2 separate regions of the Mus musculus genome follow, and region 2 is linked to region 1. The links are chromatin contacts, called in public HiChIP or PLAC-seq maps. All regions are on one chromosome and are shown on one strand. The core of a region is the stretch at or near the end of the contact, and the rest is flanking DNA. Distances in the headings are between cores, read along the strand shown.

Evidence for each region. HiChIP or PLAC-seq counts read pairs in DNA pulled down with a chosen protein or histone mark.
Region 2: an SMC1A HiChIP or PLAC-seq map of large pre-B cells shows a contact between it and region 1, with 4 times the contacts expected there. The contact joins two enhancer-like sites. A contact is called at or near these places in 2 of 39 promoter capture datasets (hippocampal neurons and liver), 2 of 15 datasets of contacts at CTCF or cohesin (large pre-B cells and pro-B cells), 2 of 484 Hi-C or Micro-C datasets (the N1E-115 cell line and cranial neural crest) and 6 of 115 datasets of contacts at active chromatin or transcription factors (T-cell acute lymphoblastic leukemia, embryonic basal ganglia, embryonic stem cells and 2 more).

Annotation. Positions count from the first base shown.
Region 1 is chr14:25,121,729-25,126,163 of GRCm38.p6, reverse strand. No RefSeq gene overlaps it. Among named protein-coding and RNA genes, the nearest start is that of Gm32224, 4.1 kb to the left of the region's middle. Within about 2 kb of position 2,058, at least 20 of the 459 cell types and tissues checked have an H3K27ac peak or open chromatin away from gene starts, as enhancers often do.
Region 2 is chr14:25,511,889-25,515,799 of GRCm38.p6, reverse strand. The region is part of intron 2 of Zmiz1 (zinc finger, MIZ-type containing 1); the gene reads right to left. Among named protein-coding and RNA genes, the nearest start is that of Mir3075, 21 kb to the left of the region's middle. Within about 2 kb of position 1,954, at least 27 of the 459 cell types and tissues checked have an H3K27ac peak or open chromatin away from gene starts, as enhancers often do.

The DNA.
Region 1 (4,435 bases), core at 809-3,308:
CTAAGATGTTTTAAGATGCCCCTCCAGTGAAGCCAGGCCTGGTCATCCTCCACTAAGTCCCTGGCCCACCCTATCACCCCTCTTGGTGATCCTTAGCAGATCCACAGGCAGCTCAGAGAGAGGCACGTGCTAGGGCCTGAGGTCCCTGCTGGATCTCTTGTATATGTGTGGGGAAGCCACTCCACTATTGTCTGCTAAAGCTAAATGAGGGAGACACATGTCTATGTCCCATTCCTTACCAAGTCATTTCTCTGCCTCTCTTGTGTTTGGATTAAAGACATACTCAGTTAGCTGAGTATAGTGGTACATGACTTCAATGCCAGCACTTGGGAGGCAGAGGCAGGTAGATCCTTGTGGGTTTCTGTAGACTAGCCTGGTCTACAGAACAAGTTCCAGGACAGCCAGGGCTACGTAGTGAAACCTTGTCTCCCCTGACTCCAAACCAGGACAGTAAGTATTCATTTTTATGGTTGCAGTGTTTGTGAATCCAGTGTATAATAATCAAACAAAGACAATAACATTTCTATCCCCTTAGATCCTGACCTGTTTGTTATGTGTAGAACATTTAAAGACCTCTCATGTGCTGATTTTGAGATCTACAATATTATTGTTAACTATGTTCATCCAATTGCACACAAAAACAGTGTTGTTGTGTGTCATATTTTGTGGGGGAGTACATGCAGTCTCACATGTGTACATATGTGCATGTGTGTGCATGTGTATGTGTGTGCATGTGTATGTGATATATAGAGAGGGGGAGGGGGAAGGAGAGGAAGAGAGTGCATGTAACCAGCAGTCAAGGTCAAGTGTCCTCCGTATTGCCCAGTACCTGATTTCACTGAACTTGGAGTTCACCACGTGCCTAAAGTCACTCGGCTCCAGGCATCCTCCTGGCTCCACGTCTCTGTGCTGGGATTACAGGTGCACACTCACAGCACATGGCGTTTTACCTGTGTGCTGGAGTTTGAACTCAGGTCCTACTGCTTACACATGTGCCTTCCGACCTAGCCATCTCCCCATCCATCCCCTTGCCACGTGTTGTTTGAGTATTGTAGGTGTATGCATTTCTATGCAAAGCGCACAGCATTGGATGTTGAAAAAAATGAGCAACTTGAGGCTCAGAGAGGCAGAGCAACTTACCCGGCTCACACAGCCTCTACTTGCTGTACTTTTGCCAGATCCCCATCCCTGAGCCTAGAGGTGAAATCCCTGCTCCTTAGCCAGCATCCGTTCTTCACAAGCTACCCAGGCCATTACTGAAGTGTGAACGTTAGGAAAGAAGGCTTTGCCAGCCAGCCATGGCATGTCACCACCCTGATATACTGAAGAGGGTCATTTTCACCTCTGCCGTGTAACATTGGGTATACATTTTTCTCTTTCTGCCCCTGTGGTCCATATCTATAAAATGTGTTCAGTACCCTCCTTCTAGGGATGTGAGATACTAGTTCATTTTTTCAACCCTCTAAGTAATTTCTCTGTAAGTGATTTGCGGATTCCCAGCTCAGGACATTCCACCCCCTTTGAACCACTGCCCGAGCTCACTTTTGCATTAATATCTGACCACCCTGCCCTGCAGACCTATCCACAGAGGGATATTAAATGCACCATGCCGTTTTCTACGAAGCAGCTCTACAGCACACTCAACTCCCCACCTTGAATGTGGTTGCTACTGGGTTTCAGAAGCAATGAGAGGATCCCTAAAAAGGAAAGAGTGGGGAGGCAATGGATGGTCAGACACAAAAACAAGTGTGGATGTGTTTTTGACTGCAGGTGCAGTGCAGCCTGGGGTGGGGGCAGTAGCTGGAACAGCTAGTAGCTAACAAGGGATCGCCCCCTGCAGGGAGAAGGTGCTGGACCCCAGCATGGTGGCTAGTGGGACTTGCAGGCTCCTGGTTCCCTGATCTCAGGGCTGCCTCCACTTTGCAGCCTCTGTCCCTGAGCCTGGCTCCTGCCAACGTTTATCCACAGCAGCCTCACAGCCACTGCAGAGCAAACAAAGGCAGAGGTGCTCCTGTAGACAGCGCACCACGGCTGGGAAACAGGGGCTGTCTGTACCTTTCGATGCTGTCACCCCATTAATCTTGTACCTCTGCAGCCCTTCTGAAGAGCACACTCAGAGTGGCCCATTCATTACAGCTCTAATAACAGCGGCGGGCATGAAAGTGCCAGGCTGTGGAGGAGCCGGCCTCTGTAGCTGCACAAAGCCAATACTTTTTAAATACATTTACACAGCAATAAATAAAAGCGGTCTCAGTTTACCTCGGTATTAAACTCTATTTGCGCGTCAGAGTTAAGGGCCGCATTTGTGTCTTGCTATTCAAATTTATTCGTGTGCAGCTCTGAGCCCGACTGCATTTATTTCATCGTGTAGTAATGGTGGCTGAAGCTTAAGGGGCCTTTCATCACCAGGCTGCCCTCATTAAGGGCTCTGCTCCAGGCTCCTGGGCTCAATTCGGCCACCGTGAAGACCACCCCCATTAACCAGAGGGAAGGACAAGGCAAAGAACTGATAGGGCTTCATTAGCCTCCCCTGGCAGCTGGCTGGCCAGGAGCCAGGGACTAGTAAGGTCCCTGTCCCCCAAACTCTGCCACAGAGATGATTCCCTAAAGGGTTAGATGTATCTTCCACCCACCCTTCCTCCACGTACAATATTGAGTCCCAGGGGCATCGCTAGAGCAGGTGGGGCTCTGGCACGGCAAAGATCCATTCAAGATCATTCTGACCTTGGATGGCTTGTTTCAAGGCTGGTCAGTTTGGGAGCATGTTCACCATTGGAAGCAGTTCAATGCAACCGCTGTGGACAATTCCTTCCCTCCACAGGCAGCTCAGAGTTCAACGGGCCCCTCTGCTTTCCTTCAGAGGCTCTGGGACGAGGAAAAAGAACACCATCGATGTTCAAGCTTGGCGGGCAATAAATCTCTTGCCTGTAGCTTGTGGAAACACTGTCCAGAGGCCTTCTGATATTAGGAACCCAAAGCTCCAGAACTTCAAATCCTCGAACATTGTCCTTGGGTTGAGGCCAAGGCAAGTAGGCACATGGTACCTGCTGGCCATGGCCGGAGGACTTTCCGGGATGGGGTGGGGCTCTGTGTAGATAATAAAGACAAGGTTTGCATTTGTCGGTAGAGGAGGAATGCATGCGCCTGTGGAGGTCAGAGGTCAACTCACAACATCACTTGTACAGGAGCCCTCTACCTTGTTCCTTTGAAACAGTCTCTCCCTTGTACTTGAAGCTCTATGCTTTCAGCTATGCCGATTGACCATGGAGCCCCAGGGACCAGCTTGTCTCTCCCTCCCCAATGTTGGAATTACAAGGTCATGCCACCATAACCTTTTCACATGAGTGCTAAGGGATCCAAATTCAGGTCCTCGTGCTTGTGCAACAAGTACTTTATTGACCGTAGGGATTTGTGACATCAACGGAAGAGCCTCAAGAAGGTGTCATGAGAATACCTGGATCCCCTTACATGTGTCAAATGGTGGCATCTTATTTCCAAGCAAAATCTAGCTCTTGGTGACCTGTTCTCAAATTCACCTGGGGTGATCTTTTTACCTTGTTTCATTTGTCCTGAGTCTAGGAGACATACTAGGAAGATATTGCCTCCCCTGGAACAGCCCAGTGCCAAGGAAACAGAAAGTCTCTCCCTACAATAGGAAAGCGGAGGCCATACAGCTGGTCAGTTTTGCAGTTGAGAAACTCTAGTCTGGCTCTTTATCCCTATGTGGCAGAAACAGCATCAGTAATTATAGGGCCACAGCTGGACCCTAGACCTCTGAGGCAATCTTGTGGGAGGAATTGACGGCCCCTCTATATGTTTATGGGGTCGTAGGATCCCCAAGGTCCTTCAGCTGGCAATAGCTCCAGATTTTATGAGATGTGGTAGTCTTTCTTCCAAGATTTTCTATGCATCCGGTTCCTACCCTTTTCCATGGATCTCCTTCACATTCCGGGCACAGGGCATGAAGAATGCTAGGTACCCGCAGGTGAGGGTTTTGACTCAGGACTTGTGATCTCTGCATGCCAAGCTTTGGGCATGTCTTGTCACCTATAAAAGCCTGTTGGAGTTGATATGAGCCTATGTCTCTTACCGTTATCGCAAGCTCTGGGGGCAGAAATTTCTTAAGACAAAAGAGCCCAGGTGCTAGTCTTAGGTTGGTCAAGAATCCTATTTTTCTATCTTACATCTATGTCACTCTAGGCCAACTGTGTCACCTCTGTGAGCCCCTCTGAAGGAAGGCTAAGAAATAAATGCTTTACATATCACCCAGGGGCTTTGTAATGACTGGAAACATAGGAGGTACTCAGCAATTAGCAAATAACAGGTATATGATATATGTACAATAAATGCAGGGATCTAGTTCCCTTCCTTCTTTAGCTCCTGAGCACCTATGGAATGTATGAATCAGCTTTGTGTATCTGACACAAAATAATGG
Region 2 (3,911 bases), core at 705-3,204, 390 kb before region 1:
CCCAGCATGCTGCCAGGTTCTATCCCACATCAGAGAGAAGAAGTGGCTGGAGAGGAGTGGCCACAGGGGCCAGCCTGTAAGAACAGTGAGCTCCTGAGAGGTCTGCAGCTAGTCCTTTGGAGGGCAGGGAGAATTGCTGGAAGCCTGGGGTCATGAAGTCAAATGATGGTGGAACAGGCTAGCTGGTGGCTGATGGAGGAGGAACAGGAGGAAGAAGAGGAGGAAGAAGGGGAGGAGGAAGAGGAGGAGGAGGGAGGGGAGGAGGAAGGGGAGGAGGAAGAGGAAGAGGAGGAGGAGGTAGTGACAGGTGTCTTTGGCCATTCCAGCCATGCCTTTGTTCTTCCCTCGCCTCCCATTTTCCCCTAAGGCCTCCAGGACCACCCAAGGGTTGATGAACTGAGGGTGTCTGGTAGCACTGGGGGGGGGTCCCCTCCCACAGATAGCATATCAGGAAGTGGGTGGCCCAGGGATCTATCCATGTCCCACAGTATACCATGATTGCTCTGAGCACTTCCCAAGGAGCACTCTGCAGGAGGCTCTCAGATGTCTCTCAGGCCCACCATCTCCTACGGAACAGAGGAGGAGACCAAGGTCTCAGAAGCAGCAGGCAAGATGAAAACCCTGGCTAGAAGCCACCAGAGCCTTGGAGCTGTTCAGCCTTAGTGTCTTGAGACAGGCTTGGAAGACAGATAGACAGTAGGGAGCCAGCCAGGGGCTCATTGACCTCCTATCTACAGCCTATGACACCAGAAAGGCCAAGACATAGGCCTGTGCCCTGTGTCAAGTGACCTTGGGCAGGAAGCTACTCCACAGGTCCTCCCACTCTCACTCTGCATATGGCCAAGAGAGTAAGGGAGACTCTGGAATGACCTGGGAGTGCTGTCTGCACCTAGGATAAAGTAAGGTATCTACAGATCAGGGAATGGCAGTCAGGACTCAGGTCTCCGGATTCCCAATGCCAGGGACTGGCTCTGACTTGGAAGTCATCGTCACCCGGGCTCTTTCAGTGTGTCCCCCTCCTTTGTCACCAGATACGGCAAGCCCATCTGCATTCCACCTAAATTATTTATGTATCATTATTTAAATCATTTTAAACCAATCACCTTCTTTTTTATATAGCCTCATCTAAAGTACTATCGTCTGCCAAATCATGGGTCTTATATACTAATTATACATATTTTCTAATCCACATGAAAATAAATACATAATATTAAAAAATGTGAAATCAGCCCCACACCTGCTTCCCGGCACATCAGTGTGCAGGGCCTGGGAGAGTGCAGGCTTGTTGTTCAGGAGCCTCTGTTCAGGTGGGGCGGATGTGTCCATGAGCACTAGGGCTGCTGTGGAGCCAGAGCACAGGTGGGAAGTGAGAGGAGACAGAGATTTCTAGAAGAGCACAGGGGCTTAGCTGGGCTGCCCCTTTCTTCCATAGGACGGACGGTTTGAGCCCCAAGTTCTTAGTCCATTTCCCAAGACGTGCACAGCACACTAGCTGAATCCTAGAAGGTAAGTCCACACAGCAGAAATAGACATCACCTCTCGCTGGGAGATGGGGGGTGTCTCAATCTCCCCATAAGTATAGAGGCCGGGCACTCCCCCAGCTCCATCAGTCAGACTGCAGCTTAAGCACTCATGGTTGCTTATACTAAATGTTCCTGGTGAACCCCTGCACCCCAGACAGGCCCCCTGACCACTTTCCCCCAACACCCCCAGGAACCTTTAGTGCATCTGAGTTCTAAGGCTGGGCGGGGGCGGGGGAGGGGGAGACAAGGTCATCATGTGTGACAGCCACAAGATTAGACAATCAGCTAATCACCAGCAAATCTGAATCCCATCTTTACATAGAACAAATATAGTATTTACGTAAAAGTTGTTAAGAGTTCCTCTTTTTAATTAGCAGAAATAAATGCAAGATGAATGGTAACTAGGCAGCTGGCGGATTTAGTAGCACAGTCACGCCTGCAGTAGTACTCCAGTCCTTACACACAGCGCTCCTGGGGTGCGGCAGACCCTACGTGTACACAGTATTTATAAAAACCAAAGTACACAGGGCCAGAGAACATTGCCTGGCCTTGCTGGATGGCAAAGGTCCTGGCAGTGTGCAGGGCCCAAGAGGGGAGAAGCCAAGATGCCCAGCAGGGAGGAGGGGCTGTGAAGATACCACCAAGGCCCCACGGGTCTATTTCAGGCCTGGCATGTGTCTAGAGCAGCCCGGAATGGACCTCCCCAGCAGGAAGTAGACTAGCGGACAAGGGAAAGGTAGCAGCTGTCTTGACCCTCCTGACTCTTTCTCTGCTCTGGCTGCTTATTTCTTTGGCTGGCCCTGGATATTTACTGGGTATTTCTCAAGCTGCTACCTGAGGTCCATACAGAGAAAGGGAATTTTTTCTTTCTTTCTTCCCGAAGCTCCCGAGGAACTAGATCCAGGGGTAATGCTCTCAACACATTGGCACTGAGAAGTTCCTGGCCAGAGGAGCACCCAGTGTTGGCGGGAGCCAGGGAAAGAAGTCCAGAGGAAGAGATAGAGATGGGAATTGGGTTTCCAAGGATGCATAGAAGGGAGTGTAACAAACACAGGTGAAGAGCGGCAGTTGCTATGCTCATGAGTGCCCAGGCTCATGGAGGTGGGAGAAGGAAACAGGGTCTTGGATGCCAGAATAAGGCCTCCTAGAGAGGGCCACTCAGAGAGATGCTCAGCCTCCCCCTTGGCTGGTCTTTCCCCAGTTCCCCTCCCCCAACCCCAGCACCACAGAGAGGGCCAGGTGGACCCCCGCCATTAGAGGCAGCTGGTCTGGCTCAGCAGAGCACGCACTAGCAGAGGGAGGCTAACCTGATTACAGGAGCTGTCAGTCTGCAGGAAGGGAGGTGGCTGGGATGGGCGCTGGGAATGTACGGATCGGCACAGATGGGGCCAGCCTGGGGTCCTCAGTGACGGGTGGTCTCTGGAAGCCTGGGAAGCCAGTGGACAGCCCCTACCCCCACTCCAAAGCTACAGCACCCTGAAGAGCAGCTACCCCCGCCTGGACACAAGCTCTGGTCTCTAAAAAAAAAAAAATGAGCTGGGGGGCAGGCAAATTGGTCTCCAGGCAGGCCCTTTGAGGTTCATCACACTCCCTACCACTCCCTCTTGTCTTCCACTAGACCAGTGTCTAGGCTCCTGAGTGTGCTGCCCTGGGAACAGTGGTTCCTCCCCACAGGAACTCAGAGAAGCAGGTAAGGGAGGAATCTGAGAGCCAAAGCCCTGGGTGGTAGCTTAAGGGTGCCTTTGAACACTGTGGGTTCAGAAGGATTCCCCAAAGGGAAACCCTTTCACCTCTTCAGCAGGGCAGCTCTTGACCCTCCCTCAACCCCCCCCCCCTTCCAAAAAGCATCTCAAGCGGCTTTTATGGGCAACCCCACCAGGTCTAAGGACTGGATGCCAACTCCTAAGAAGCTGCTTTGGATTTGTAGAAGATCAAGATCCCACCCTCAGGCGTCTCTACTCTGTAAGTCCTGCCTGGGGCCAAAATCAATACAAGTCCTGTGTCACTGGGGCAGGAGCAGGGCCTGCTAAGCTATTCCTTCCATCTAGGGAGGGGCTTGGGGGGGTCTCCTCTGCCCCTTGATCTCAACCCCAACTGCAGGCAGCAGCTGAAGGCGGGGCGGGGCAGTGTCTCTGGGAAGCCTGGAGCTCTTGCAGAGCTGCCTAAGTGCTTCTCTAAGGAAGCACTGGGTGTCATTCATCAGCTGGGTTTCAGGACTGAGAGAAATCAATGGTATCTGCACTGCAAACTCATCATTAGGACGGGAAAACTCTGCAACGGAATTGATTTGTTTAAATATAATAACACAATTTAACAGAGGGCTGTGGGGGGTGGGGTAGGACCTCAGCTAACAAAACACAGCCCTATAGCTCAGAGGGAGGCTTTGGA